Linked DNA regions of Hordeum vulgare: regions 1 and 3 are each linked to region 2. Evidence: chromatin contacts called from public Hi-C data. All regions are on one chromosome and are shown on one strand. Each heading gives the region's core, a stretch centred on a gene start, on an enhancer-like site or on the middle of the called end of the contact. The rest is flanking DNA. Distances are from core to core; before and after follow the strand shown.

Evidence for each region. Hi-C and Micro-C count contacts between places; a contact is called where the count stands out from the background.
Region 1: a Hi-C map of seedling shows a contact between it and region 2, with 5 times the contacts expected there. The contact joins the promoter of LOC123404403 here to the promoter of LOC123401217 in region 2. A contact is called at or near these places in 2 of 6 Hi-C or Micro-C datasets (leaf and seedling).
Region 3: a contact with region 2 is called in a Hi-C map of leaf, with 3 times the contacts expected there. The contact joins the promoter of LOC123403710 here to the promoter of LOC123401217 in region 2. A contact is called at or near these places in 2 of 6 Hi-C or Micro-C datasets (leaf and seedling).

What each region holds. Positions count from the first base shown.
Region 1 is chr6H:154,020,292-154,024,621 of MorexV3_pseudomolecules_assembly, forward strand. LOC123404403 (brefeldin A-inhibited guanine nucleotide-exchange protein 1-like) reads left to right here and starts at 1,998. Exons shown (of 12, transcript XM_045098327.1): 1 at 1,998-3,265; 2 at 3,940-4,257. The coding sequence starts at 2,283. It overlaps LOC123404404 (mediator of RNA polymerase II transcription subunit 18), which reads right to left and starts at 1,766. Exons shown (of 5, transcript XM_045098328.1): 1 at 1,679-1,766. The coding sequence starts at 1,714.
Region 2 is chr6H:153,070,061-153,074,305 of MorexV3_pseudomolecules_assembly, forward strand. LOC123401217 (citrate synthase 4, mitochondrial-like) reads left to right here and starts at 2,210. Exons shown (of 20, transcript XM_045094955.1): 1 at 2,210-2,371; 2 at 2,768-2,842; 3 at 2,931-2,993; 4 at 3,096-3,137; 5 at 3,805-3,870; 6 at 3,953-4,018. The coding sequence starts at 2,792. It overlaps LOC123403566, which reads right to left and starts at 1,506. Exons shown (of 8, transcript XM_045097492.1): 1 at 1,394-1,506; 2 at 945-1,051; 3 at 495-576; 4 at 273-355. The coding sequence starts at 1,448.
Region 3 is chr6H:152,167,582-152,172,111 of MorexV3_pseudomolecules_assembly, forward strand. LOC123403710 reads left to right here and starts at 2,908. Exons shown (of 3, transcript XM_045097622.1): 1 at 2,908-3,105; 2 at 4,040-4,094.

The DNA.
Region 1 (4,330 bases), core at 748-3,247, 950 kb after region 2:
TAAATGAATGTTGAGATGAATCAAACCACCCTTTACTGTAAATAAACAACATATAATCATGTGATTCGTCCAACTGTACAGCACTATTTTATATTATATCATAAGTAGTGCTCTCAAAGTGGAGAAATACAGTTGACATACCATATATGGTGGTCTGCATGATCTACCCATCATTTTTGTGATATACTTTTTTCGTGTTCGAAATTCATGCTGAGTGTCTACAAATTTGTCATGGAGATGGAGATGATGAACCAATAAAAAATCTACTCCCTATAAACATGAAATTCAGATATCACTTTACACTTAAGGTAGAAATAACAACTTTATTATCTTCTTAAGTACTCCCTCTGTAAAGAAATATAAGCACGTTTAGATCACTAAAGTAGTGATCCGAACGCTCTTATATTTCTTTACGGAGGGAGCACACATTAAGGAGGGATAAATAAACTCAGCAGGTGAATGGATTTTACATGTAATTGTAGTTCAACACGAGGTAGCTGACGGACCCAGGGTTAGCATACATCTTATCTTTTTTCTTCCTAATAAAGGGATATCATAAATCTTACAGCTATAGAGACTCTTCTCATGAGAAGGCAATTGATAAACTAATGCAGAAAGATAGTTATACTGACAACTCCAACCCGAAATAAATACCCTAGATGAATGGAGTCAAATATGTGGAACTGAATTTCCCTTTACTGTAAACAAACTACACAGATTATGTGATTTCTCCAACTGTACATCAAATCTATCTAATATATTATAATACAAGAAGTAGTGCCCTCAAAGTGGAGCAATGGACATATTGTGGTCAGCATGATCTAAATACCAACTTTGTGACATTTTTGTTAAAAGTGTCGTGTTGTTTCATTCTGATAAGTGACTAACAATTTGTGATGGGGAGTTGGAGACAACGAATCAATGAACAATACTAGCATTATTTATGAACATAAATTTCTGATGCCACTTCATGTTTATAGAAGAAATAGAAGTTAATTATCCTCTTCCGAACAGATTAGGGAGGGTTAACCAGGTTTGAGATCGGCAACTGCCGCCTTCTAGCCTAAATCTTAACATAAGTACAGTTAAAGGGACCCCTCCCCATGAGAAGATAATAAATAAATTAGTGTGTGGAGATAGTTGTTGTGACAACTCCAACAAATCAATATTCAAAACAAACTAAGAGAATTTATTTAACTGTAAAGATGAAATTCTAGATACCACATCATAAGCGATGGATACATCTAAAAAAAATCAATATCCAAAATCATGACTGCAACCTGAAAGGCCAAAGGGCCTGTGTGCCAAAACTCTTATCAAATACATATACAAGAAGAGAGCACAAAAGGCCAAGTCTCATCAACAAAAGTTGGCGCATGTCACTAGAGGCACCAAGAAGATGTGCCATCCTACGACGAATCATAATACAGTAGATGAATACCACACATAAATCGTCGCTCTGCCTATGCTTTGACATATGATTTTCCCGCTCCTTGTTCAAATCAGTCATGCATTACAGCATCCTTGACAAGTTACAATTCCGTATGAAACAGTCAAACATCACATGTTTTTTTGTTTTTGGCAACAAGTAGAGTTCACTTGCACTACCCTAACAGCAATGGATAGCTACTGCACACATGAATGAATCTCTACAAAACAGACAAAGGAGACACAGTACCTGGGTCTCGATGATACCCTGCACCACGCACTCCATCGGCCAGGGGCGGATCCAGGCGGCACCCCGAAATCGCGAACGTCAGCGGGGTATCGCGGCGACGGGGACGAAGCGCGTGACGGGCGGGAGGCGTAAGCGCTGGGGAAGGGTACGGGGGCGGGGGCGGGGGCGGGAGCGCGTCGTCGGCGGCGACGCTGAGGTGCGGCACGGCGGCCGCTGTTACTGTTAGGGCACGAGGGGGTTGACTCTCGGAGGGGAGAAGCCGAGGCGACGAGAATACCAGAAAGTGCAGGGAGCAGAGTGCTAAACCGCACTAGTTAAGTTCGGGTAACGCTCCGCCCAGGAAAGTTGGGCAGTGGCCCTCGCGGGGGGCGGGAATCCCAGTCCTACCCCTCCTCCTTCCTCTCTTCCATTCCACCCCACGCGCACGCACGGACACGCCCGTCACCACCTCCCTCCCTCGCATTCCCATTTGTTCCACACCTCTTCCTCCCCCGGTCCCTCTCAGATCTCTCTGCCTCCAATGACCACCGCCGCGGCCAAGACCAGCGCGTAGCGGCCTCCCTCCCACCCTCTCTCTCCCCTCCGGGAGCGCCCCATTCCCGCCATGGCGTCCCCCACGGCGCCGCTGGGCGGCTCAACCCCGTCGGGCCGCGTGCTCGGCCCCGCGCTCGACCGCATCATCAAAAACGCCGCGTGGCGGAAGCACTCGGCGCTCGTCGCCGCCGCCAAGTCGGCGCTCGACCTCCTCTCCTCCTCCTCCTACCACTCGCCCGACCCGACCTCGCCCAACCCCTCGCCGCTCCTCGGCCTGCCCGTCGCCGCGGCCGCCGCCTCGCTCCACGCGCTGATCCTCGCGCTCGAGTCCGCCTCCCCCAAGGTCGCCGACCCCGCGCTCGACTGCGTCGCCAAGCTCCTCTACCACCGCCTTCTCCTCGGCGACCTCGGCGCCGCCGCCGACGACTCCCCCGCCTCCAAGCTCCTCGCCGCCGTCCTCTCCTGCGGCGCCCTCAACGACGACGCCATGGAGCTCGCCACCCTCCGCGTGCTCGTCGCCGCCGCGCGCTGCCCCTCCATCGCCATCCGCGGCGACGGCCTCGGCCAAATGCTCAAGACCTGCTACAACATATACCTGAGCAGCAGCAGCGGCGCCAACCAGATGTGCGCCAAGCTGGCGCTCGCCCAGGTGCTGGTCATCGTGTTCGCGCGCGTGGAGGTGGACTCCATGGACGTCCGCGTGCCCACGGTGTCCATCACGGACATGATGGACGTGTCTGATCGCAGCCTCAACGACTCAGGCATCGTGCAGGTGGCACAGGGGTTTATAAATGATGCCATGGAGGGGAGTGACGTCCCGGAGCCAGGGACCCCGGTGGCGATGGCTGAGGTGGATGAGAAGGATGATGAGGGGATGAGCAAGATCAGGGAGGATGGGTTAGCACTCTTCAAGAACCTCTGCAAGCTGTCAATGAAGTTCTCAACACCTGATAACCCCGAGGACCAGGTGCTGTTGCGGGGGAAGGTGTTATCTCTCGAGTTGCTCAAGATGGTCGTGGACAATGCTGGCCCATTCTGGAGAATCAATGAAAAGTATGATCACGATTGCTCTTGTTTCACTTATTATATGCATTTTAACAACAGTTCAACTTGTTGCATTTTCTATCTGCACAAGTATTTCTACTGCAGTCAATTGCAAGATTGTTGATGGCTCAAACAACTATGCCAAGGAAGGCATAAAATAGGCAATGCAGAAACATACACTAGTACTAGCTCATGAATTCACACCTTCCCATTTATTAGGGTATAGTATTATTTCCCTGATCCAGGTGGGGTTTGCTTATGTACGTCCCAACATGTTTTTATGAGTTTTTTGATACGTATAATCAACATGATAATAGAAGATGTTCATCATCTAGTACAATAGAAGATCATCATCTAATACAAGGTGGAGAAGTGGTGGTGGTAAAAATATGCTCTTTGTTCAGCGAACTTCTTGCAAGCGCACATGGAACTTTTAACATTTATGAACGTGTATACATGAAAATGGCAAGGAATAATTCCAACAGAACAATTGAAAGCCTGTGTGGTTGAGGTTGTGATATGAATATCACTATTCACACAAATTCTGGTCAATATAAAATTATGTAGGAGAGATTACTAGGTTTTCTTTAGTTCTTTTTATAAAGGAACATTCCAATTTAGGGTGATCTTGACAAGTGAGTAAAAACTTACATACTGAAGTTTTTTTTTTCCTTTTCCTGCAGGTACCTTGGAGCAATCAAGCAGTATCTTTGTTTGTCCTTGTTGAAAAACAGTGCCTTGTCAGCAATGAGTATTTTCCAGCTTTTGTGCTCCATATTTGTGGGTTTGCTGTCAAGATTTAGATCTGGGCTGAAAGAGGAAATTGGAATATTTTTTCCCATGCTTGTCCTAAGGGTTCTTGAGAATGTACATCAGCCTAGCTTTCTGCAGAAAATGACAGTTCTAAATTTATTGGAGGACATCTGTAAAGAGTCTCAGGTTCTTATTGATATCTTCGTGAACTACGATTGTGATGTTGATGCACCAAATATTTTCGAAAGGTATGCAAATACCTTCCTGATAAGTAGTAAATTCCAGTTATGCTGCAAGCCTGCAAGTTATAAAAAATGAAAA
Region 2 (4,245 bases), core at 960-3,459:
GATGATGGTGGAACTCAATATGTTCTCAGTGAATAACCCGATTTGAGCTGAAATGAGGTTACTTATAGATTTGAGCTGAATGATTGCATAGTAGTTTTTTCACGGACAGTGATAGTATACTAGTTTTTCGAGAACTGTGATAGTATGGATGATCCATGACTTTAGGCTATTTAGTTAGATACACACTGTAGGATATAGTACAATCGTACATGTTTTTCAGCTATACCTCAAACAGATGGTCTAAAAGCAGAGCATAGTCAGGGTAGACTGACCTGAAACAAGAGAAGCAGCCCCAGCAGGCCTACAGGTGCAGCGGCAAGAAGATTGTCTGCATATGCAAACACACCAGATATCCCTGTATTTTGACAAAATAGTGGTTAATGGATGGACATATTACCGTGCTAACAGACAACATATATCTTTTTTCAGTTGACATAGAAGTACATTTCCAGAGAACAGAGATGTTCTATATACTTACTACCTCCAGAGCTCACCAAGTATAGCGATCGGTAGCCGATAGTCTGGCTCTGGGACAACCGTTTCTCTGGTGGTCTTCTTCCCGGTCTTTCTCCCAAACTGCAAAGAAGGGGAGGACAACATCGGTTACCAGATCAATGCAAATAGAAGATTGAAAGTAGAGTACAGTACGGAGAAATGTAAACTACATCTTCTGCTCCTAAATATAAGACGTTTTTTTTAAACGAGAAATATAAGACGTTTTGGCAGTTCAAAATTATACTCCCTCCGTTCCTAAATATAAGACCTTTTTGAGATTGCATTATAAACTACATACGGATGTACATAGACATATTCTAGAGCGTAGATTCACTCATTTTGTTCCGTATGTAGCTTTCTAATAAAATCTCTAAAAGGTCTTAAATTTTGGAACGGAGGGAGTATTTGTGAACAGAGGTAGTACTTCACAAAGATGTTTGTGAGCTAACCAGAGATACTATTGGTGTGCTTCGTTGCTGCTTCCGGCTACGTCTCCTCATGCACGGCAGATTTGCAGTGCTCCATGATGGACCAGCTGAAACCACTCCTCCTCTAGCTGAAGATGTAAAAGAAAAACAAAAAGTCATGCCACTAGATGTGCCTCACATTGGACTGCCTTCATTCATTCAGGAAACACATATGAAAGACATGAATTAATAATTCTTCTGCAACAAAATTAACAAACATCTCTACTCGATTCTACTAGTTTACTGTGAGTTTGTTCAGATGAGTAGCATGTGCCCAAGCAACACAGGGCCAAAGCCGCCAAACCAAACCCTATCCAGCCTAGCCTAACTCAACATTTCTACCGCTTTGAGATCGGAATCAGTACGCGGGCCGAGGTGCTACGCCGGATGGCGAGAAATTCAGTGGGAGAGGAGTCATCGGAGGTAGGTACCTCTGGGAGGAGCGGCGAGGAAGAGGGGAGAAGATAACGAGAGAGTGGTCGCCATGGCTGCTGCTCCTCTCCTCTCCGCCGCTCGCTCCTCCTTTCCTCTATGCTCTGGGGGCGCTCCTCTTAATCGTCGGGCATGCAAGCGCGCTATGGTGCCCACGGCCCGAGAGGCCCAGGCCAATTTGGTGGGCTCTTAGATGGGCCACAGAAGTATCAGATACTGCCGTTGGGCTTTACCCAAAACGACAGTTGTGTGTAGACACGTCGCGTTCCCTGCTGATCATCTTGGGGAGCAAGCCTAGAATTTTTTCCCGTTCCCATCCGGTAGCTGCCTCTGCTAACCGATTTTAAAATCTTGTAACAAATACTCTCCCCGTTTAATTAGTTGGCTCTAAATTTTTCTGATTTCCACCCCGCAGCTTCCACGTCTCTACACAAATACTAGTATAACCAAGCCCCAAAAGAAAATTCACGTGGTCAAATGCCTGGCTAGGGCGGCCCAACCTTTGTTTGGTGGCAAAAGGTGCATTGAATAATACCGTCCTTCTACACCAGGCTTTCCATTCATCGTCGCTCATGAATGATGCATCACACGCGGAAGTGCCATGGCCGCTTCTGCTCACGAGGGGTCGACGATGACACACACAAATACATTTCGTTCAGTGAGAAGAAGGGGAGTTATTGAATTTGTCCACGACGAGAATAAAGAAAAAAGAAAGATTAACTCGCCAGTGCAAAATAGAGTAGACATTTCCGGGTTCCGATACGTGCGGAGGAGTGCAAAATAGACATTCCCGGGGGGCTCGGAGCGGAAGAAGAGGAAAAAGAGCCGGCGCTTTATTAGGGGAAGGCGACTCCAAATTGCTGGCTCCCGTCGCCGTCCACCTCCATCTCCACCCCCACCCCCACCCGCCCCTCTTCCAGCATTCGCAGCTTCCTCCCCCGACCCCTTCGGTCCGCCCACCTTCCCCTTCCCCACGCGTAAGCATCCCCGAACTCCCGAAACTTCCCTGTCGAATTCGCCGCGTCCCTCCGCGCGTTTGATCTGCGCCTGTTGCCTCTGATCCATCCGCAGCGACGTGCAATCGCGTCTCTCTCGATTTTTTTTTCGAATTTACGTACGGCCATTAGGAATCCCGCGAGGTGCTCCGTGCTTGCCCTGTATTTTTTTCGGATGGGATTTTGGATCCGCCCCGTCTCCGCGCGATTTTCCGTTGTTGTTTTCTGTTCTGGAGGAATTTACGAGCCAATGCTACGATGCGTTTTCTGGGCGTGCTCGTGGTCGCTGTAAAAAAAAGAAGATTATGTGCTGGATTTTTGGTTGATTCGGTGGAGCCCTAGGGTCTGATGAAACCATCTTGTTCGTGTTCTGTGCAGCTGTGCTAGCAGCGTGCTCCGGCCATGGCGTTCTTCCGGGGCCTGGCCGCGGTCTCGAGACTGCGATCCCGTATGGTGAGTGAATCCGTCAGAACCCCCGGGTTGCATTGGGTGGGGATGCGCCCTGGTTAATGCTGAGATTTTTTTCCCGCCGTGTTGCCAGGGACAGGATGCCACCACGCTTGGTGGTGTGAGATGGCTGCAGATGCAGAGCGCTTCCGATCTCGTAAGACAAGAATCTTCCTGTTCTGTTTGATGGCTTGATTTTTGAGAGGGCGATTTTTGTTTGTTCTGAAATATGATGCTGACTGTGTTCCTGAAAATGCAGGATCTTAGGTCCCAGCTGCAGGAAATGATTCCGGAGCAACAGGTTTGTGGCTCACTGATGCATTCTCTTGTAAAGTTGGAAAGTATTCGTGGCATCTGATTCCTTATCTTCTCTTTTTTTATCAACCCCTGTTATTTGCTTAACCAGTGTTAACCTTGTCAGTTCATGTGATTCTGTGTGACATCATGCTTAATTTCTGCTTCCAAATAGTGTAGAACACCTTTTATTTCGCAAATGCCATGGTGTAACATGCTAGCTAATAATAATTGTTGCAAACTACTCCCTCCGTCCCAAAATAAGTGTCTCCAACTTTGTACTATTAGGTTGAGGCACTTATTTTGGGAGGGAAGGAGTAGCATTTAATACCTTAACGCCTTTAAGGAACAAATTACCTTGTTTCAGATATATTATGCCTGCCTTTAAGGAACAAATTACCTTGTTTCAGATATATTATGCCTGTGTTGCACTAGATTGTGTTACCTGCCTGATATGAAATTAAATTAGAAGATTAGCCAATTATGCCCTTAATATTATTAGTTTCACAAAGTTCAGTTTTGCACTTGAGTTTAAAGAAACAGAACCAGAATATTCAGAGCATGTACTTGAGAGATGCTACTTGGATTCGTCTTCACCGCTCTAACCACTTGTTTTATGAAAGAATAATTCTGTCGGTTCAAAGTTATTTCATGTCGACTGCATTTTGTTACAGGATCGCTTGAAGAAACTTAAGTCAGAGCATGGAAAGGTCCAGCTTGGAAACATAACTGTGGACATGGTATGTATTTAGTAACATTTGTCTTTAAAAACTCTGTTTCTATGCCCGACCAAATTCTGAACAATGTTTCTACTTTCTCCAGGTCCTTGGTGGGATGAGAGGGATGACTGGAATGCTCTGGGAAACATCTTTACTTGACCCGGAGGAGGTATGCTTTTATTGCTCTCGTTTGTAGTGCCATGTGTGTTGTAATAAGAGCAAATTACATATTAGCATGTATGTCTAGGAATGCTCTTTGTGTTAGAAAATTGATTATTATATTATCTTGGGATCTCTAGTCAAGTTTTTGTGCCGAAGCTGAGCTTAATCTGTCCCTCTACAGTAGTAATAAGTGTGTTAATTGTATACCTTATGTTGAAATATGAATCACTTTCC
Region 3 (4,530 bases), core at 1,658-4,157, 900 kb before region 2:
AAACTATTGTGTCGTTGCGCGCGCGTGGGTAAACCTAAGCAGTTATTCCTATCCCCTTAGATGCGGAGCACGATCTTCTCGTCGATAAGACGTGCCCTAGGGAAAGTGGCCTCGAGCCGCGGTTCGAGTTTTTCATAACTAAATTATCGCGACCTTTTGTCAGAAAGGCTGCCAGATGAGGGATTGTTCACACCCGAGCTTTTAAAAGTCCTTGATAAAAATACATGCTTTGAAGGCACAGAAGTTACCAGAACGGCCAAGTCGGAGCCAGCCGAGCATAAAAGGAACTCACCTTGCAAGTCGATCACTCTAAACATATGAAGTTGCCGAAGACTATACACATCGGCGTTGAAGGCTAATTTGGGGGCTACTGGGGGAGTCCGGGATTAAGGGGTTCTTTGGCAGCCGGTTCGTCTCATGTGGCCCGACCCGGTGGGCCGTGTTATTAGAGACCGGACTATATGACGACCTCGTACTCAGGAAGGAATATTCTGAAGAGTGGCCTGTACTCCAAGTTTGGAAGGGTTAGGTCGGCTCATCTATCCCCGACTATGGTCGGTGGCATGTAAACCCTAGGGACTCTGGTATCTATATAAACCAAAGGTTCTCATCCGCATAAGACAGATTGACTCATCTAGGGTTTAGCTTATACGATCTCGAGGTAGATCAACTCTGTAATCATCATCCACATCAATATAATCAAGCAGGACGTAGGGTTTACCTCATCAAGAAGGTCCGAACCTGGGTAAATACTGTCTCCCCCTCTTCCTGCAAACCATCGATCCAAGGTCCACAATTCGCCCCCACCCGAGATCTGCCGGTTTTGACACCGACACTGTGCATCATGAAAAAATTAGGTTATGTTTTATGAAAATAGACAAATGTGTTTTCAGGGTTACCATACCGAGTTTTGCCGTAAGTTGTGCGAAAAAACCCTAAGTTTTGGAGCAACCTTCGTATACATTGCATGTGTCGGGCAAGAGGTTACTCGCACTGAAGGGGAGGGGGAGGGGGAGGGGTTGTTGTTGTTATGAAAGATCGGACGCAAGAACAAATCGAATCTCGCCTTAAGGTTGGGTCAACATCACGTTTGAATCCAACATATTTGCTTCAAAGTAAACAACAAGAACATTTAAAAACACGGCAGTATGGCATTGTCTGAACTCTTGCTGGCCACGATGTCTGCTATGAACGACATCGATAAAGGTGGATGGTACCTGGACCACGACCAAATTCGGGGGACTATGATGACGGTAGCCCAACAAGGTCGGAGGAGCATCGAGGGCGAGAGGGAGGGGGGGAGGGGTACATCTCAGTGTCGATCTCTAGGATCAAATGTATAAAACAAAGGCGAATGTCATATTTATAAAAGCCACGACTTTAAATAAGATTTTGTGTGAGACAAAAATGTTAAGAGACACATATGTGGACTCCCCGAGCTTTATTGATTTGGAACCGGCCTAGCGGAATTCAAACGTCCAGACCGGCTGAGCCTAATTAGCTAAGCCGTCTTGGTCCAAACATTCGAGAACGATTTGATGAGGGCCAGTGCTAGGCGTCGGCGCGCCGGCCCGAAGGCTAGCGCCGGTCGCGCAACAGCCGTGGGATCAGGCCCCCCTGACCGTCAGATCTGCTCGCGCGAGCCCCCACCGCCCGGTCATCCTCGCACGCGCTGTCGTCCCAGCACGCGCCTCGCCCCCCGCCGATGCCCCAGCACGCGCCGACCGCCTCGCCTCCTCACCGCTGGTCGCCCTCATCGTCGGTCGCCGCCGGTCGTCGCCTCGGCCGCCTGTCGAAAGCACCATGGATGCAGCCCGTCGGTCTTCACCTCGTCGGTCTTCACCTCGTTTCGGTCGCATCTCACCCCCTGTGTTGCAAACGATGGATAAAAAGTTTCAACCGTGCGTAGAAAAAGCTTCAACCATTAAAAAAAAGCTTCAACCAAAAACTTCACGAGGGAAAGTTGCAAACGTTGACAGAAAAAACTTCAACCGTGTATGAAAAAAGTTTCAAACGCCGCTCCGACTGCAGCATCTCGCGTGGTCACTCCTCAAAAAGTTTCAACCGTGTATAGCAAAGCTTCAACCGTTTAAAAAAAAAGCTTCAACCAAAAACTTCACGACGAAAAGTATGATTTGCCTTGCAGCTTTTTATATGTATGATTGCAGCTTTTTTAATCAACGGTTGAAGCTTTTCTAAATAGCCGTTGCAGCAATTTTGAGTGACGTTTTGTAAACACTTGTATACGTGCGTCCCGGCCATGGCGGGCAGACGACGAGGACGACGGGCGAAAGCTGGATCCGACGATGCGGGCGGTCGACGATGGCGGGAACTGACGATTCGGGCGGGCCGATGGGGGCAGGGACCGGCGCAGCGACGACGGCGGCGCTGGGACGCGCGGATGATGCGGCGCAACGCGCGAGCCGTTCGAGATGGGGAGAAAATCGCGGACCGTTCAGGATGGGGAGGAGCGCGCGAGATCAATGACACGCGTGCGTCCGGCCGAAGCGTTCCGCCGGCGCACGTGCGTCCGGCCGAAGCGTTCCGCCGGCGCACGGGCGGTAAACGTTTACCTTTGGTGAGTCCCCTATTAGATGCCCGATCTCTTGGGTGAATCGCAGATTTTTATTTTATTGTTACACACAGTTGGGTGAATGCGGAGATTTTTATTTCTTCGAACTTACCCTCGCGGGTTGAATGCCAGATCTTCGGTTAGGTAAGTGGATGGTATAAAGAAACAATTTTTACTGTAATTGGAGCCAAAGTCCAAAACCCCGTCAAAATCTGGCGCATGGGTACGGCCCCGTCAGAGACCCCACCAGGACCTCTGTGACGGGCTCGCTCTCGCACCCGACACCACCCGGATCCATACCTAGTTTGGGCTCCAACCCCTTAACCCCTTGACCTCACGTTCGCTCACAAGCGCGAGTACTCATTTGCTCGGCCGCCGTTCGCTCACCAGAGCCGCCCGCCCCCCTTCGTCAGATTTCGAGCGCAAACCGCAAACCCTTCCGCCCTTCTCCTCCTCCTCGTCGGCGTCGCCCGCCTCCCTTCGCCGGAGGCTCGCGTCCAGGCCCGGCCCCCGCCGCCTCCGCCGTCGATTAGGTACGCGCCGCCCCCTCTCCCTGTCGTTGAGGCCACGCAATCCTTTTTTCTCGGAACTCAACGAAACCCTAATCAACGCGGACCGGTGAATGGTTCACGCGCGGGGCTGCTGCGGGGTGAGTGGCGATGCGGGTGCGCGTGTCCAGTGATGCGTTGCCGAACTTGGGCCGGGGAGCTCGTCGTTTGCTTGAACCCCCGCCGTGGCGTCTCGAGGCTGAACTAGGGCTGGGGTAAGACCGAAGTGTTTTGAGGGCATAAACTTGTCTGAACATGCGTGTGTGTCTGCAGATGAAGAGAGCTGTTCTCTGTCGCGGACAAAAAAAAAGGGTCCTAGGGGATACGGGTACCTTTTTTGCTTGAAGATTAGAGCCATGTCCCCTATTACTAATTACACATCTTGAGCACACATTGTTTGTAAGACCAGCCATTGACACGAAGAGTACAATGTTCTTGTGTTGTTTCATAGTGGCTGCGGGTGCCACACCCTCGAACGTGTGTCTGTGTTGTTGGTTTAATATTTCCATGTCTATAATCATGAAATACGAATCTCGTACGTTTAATGTTTGATGATCAGTTTAAAATAAACATTGTAAACGTAAACATGGAGTATTCACAAATAAGTCACATACTTGTGGTGATATTATTCTGTGAACAAACTATCTGAAAATTCATGAATACAATGAAATATAATCAACCCTAGGGTTGCCTCTAGGGCATATTATTTACACCTTACCTCCCTAGTCCCTACATAAGTTTGGAGCCAAAAATAAAAACAATGTATTGCTTGCTATAATATTTGTTTTTTTTGGCTGATTTATTATGTTTAGACTGTGTGTGAGAGAAAGAGAGAGGCAAGGAGGGAGGGACATATGAAGTTGATATGTAGAGTTACATTTGAAATTTTCATACGATCTCATTATTATTATTTTCACAGATAGTACCAAGCTTGTCCTCGCTGTGCCTGTTATGATGATCATCTGTATTCTGTGGTAAGTAGGAAGTACTTTCTTTTTCCGTTCTTTTGCGCCTTTAAGAAGTACTACTGTCCAAGTAGACATTGAAATTGTTTGTCCTATCCTAATGTACAATACTAGCTAAATTCACAGGAACTTTTTTTCCATCTATCTGGTTATTTGGCACAACTGGGTAATTTGTCCTACTGCTTTCTAGATGACAACATTATGCATTCGGCCTTCTACACAGGGATTTGTTTATAGTTGCGTGTTTGAATCAGGAACATATCTTATTATCATTGTCCAAAATGCTGATTTGGCTGTAAGGTACTAAGGTTTACTTTTTGTCTAACTGGCTTAATTGGCACTAGAGTTGTACAACATCACAAGACATGCAAGCTTTAGTGCACCCTCACAGTTGATGTGTAATCATGTACTTGATTTCTGTTATTTGCAATGTTGTGGGTCCATT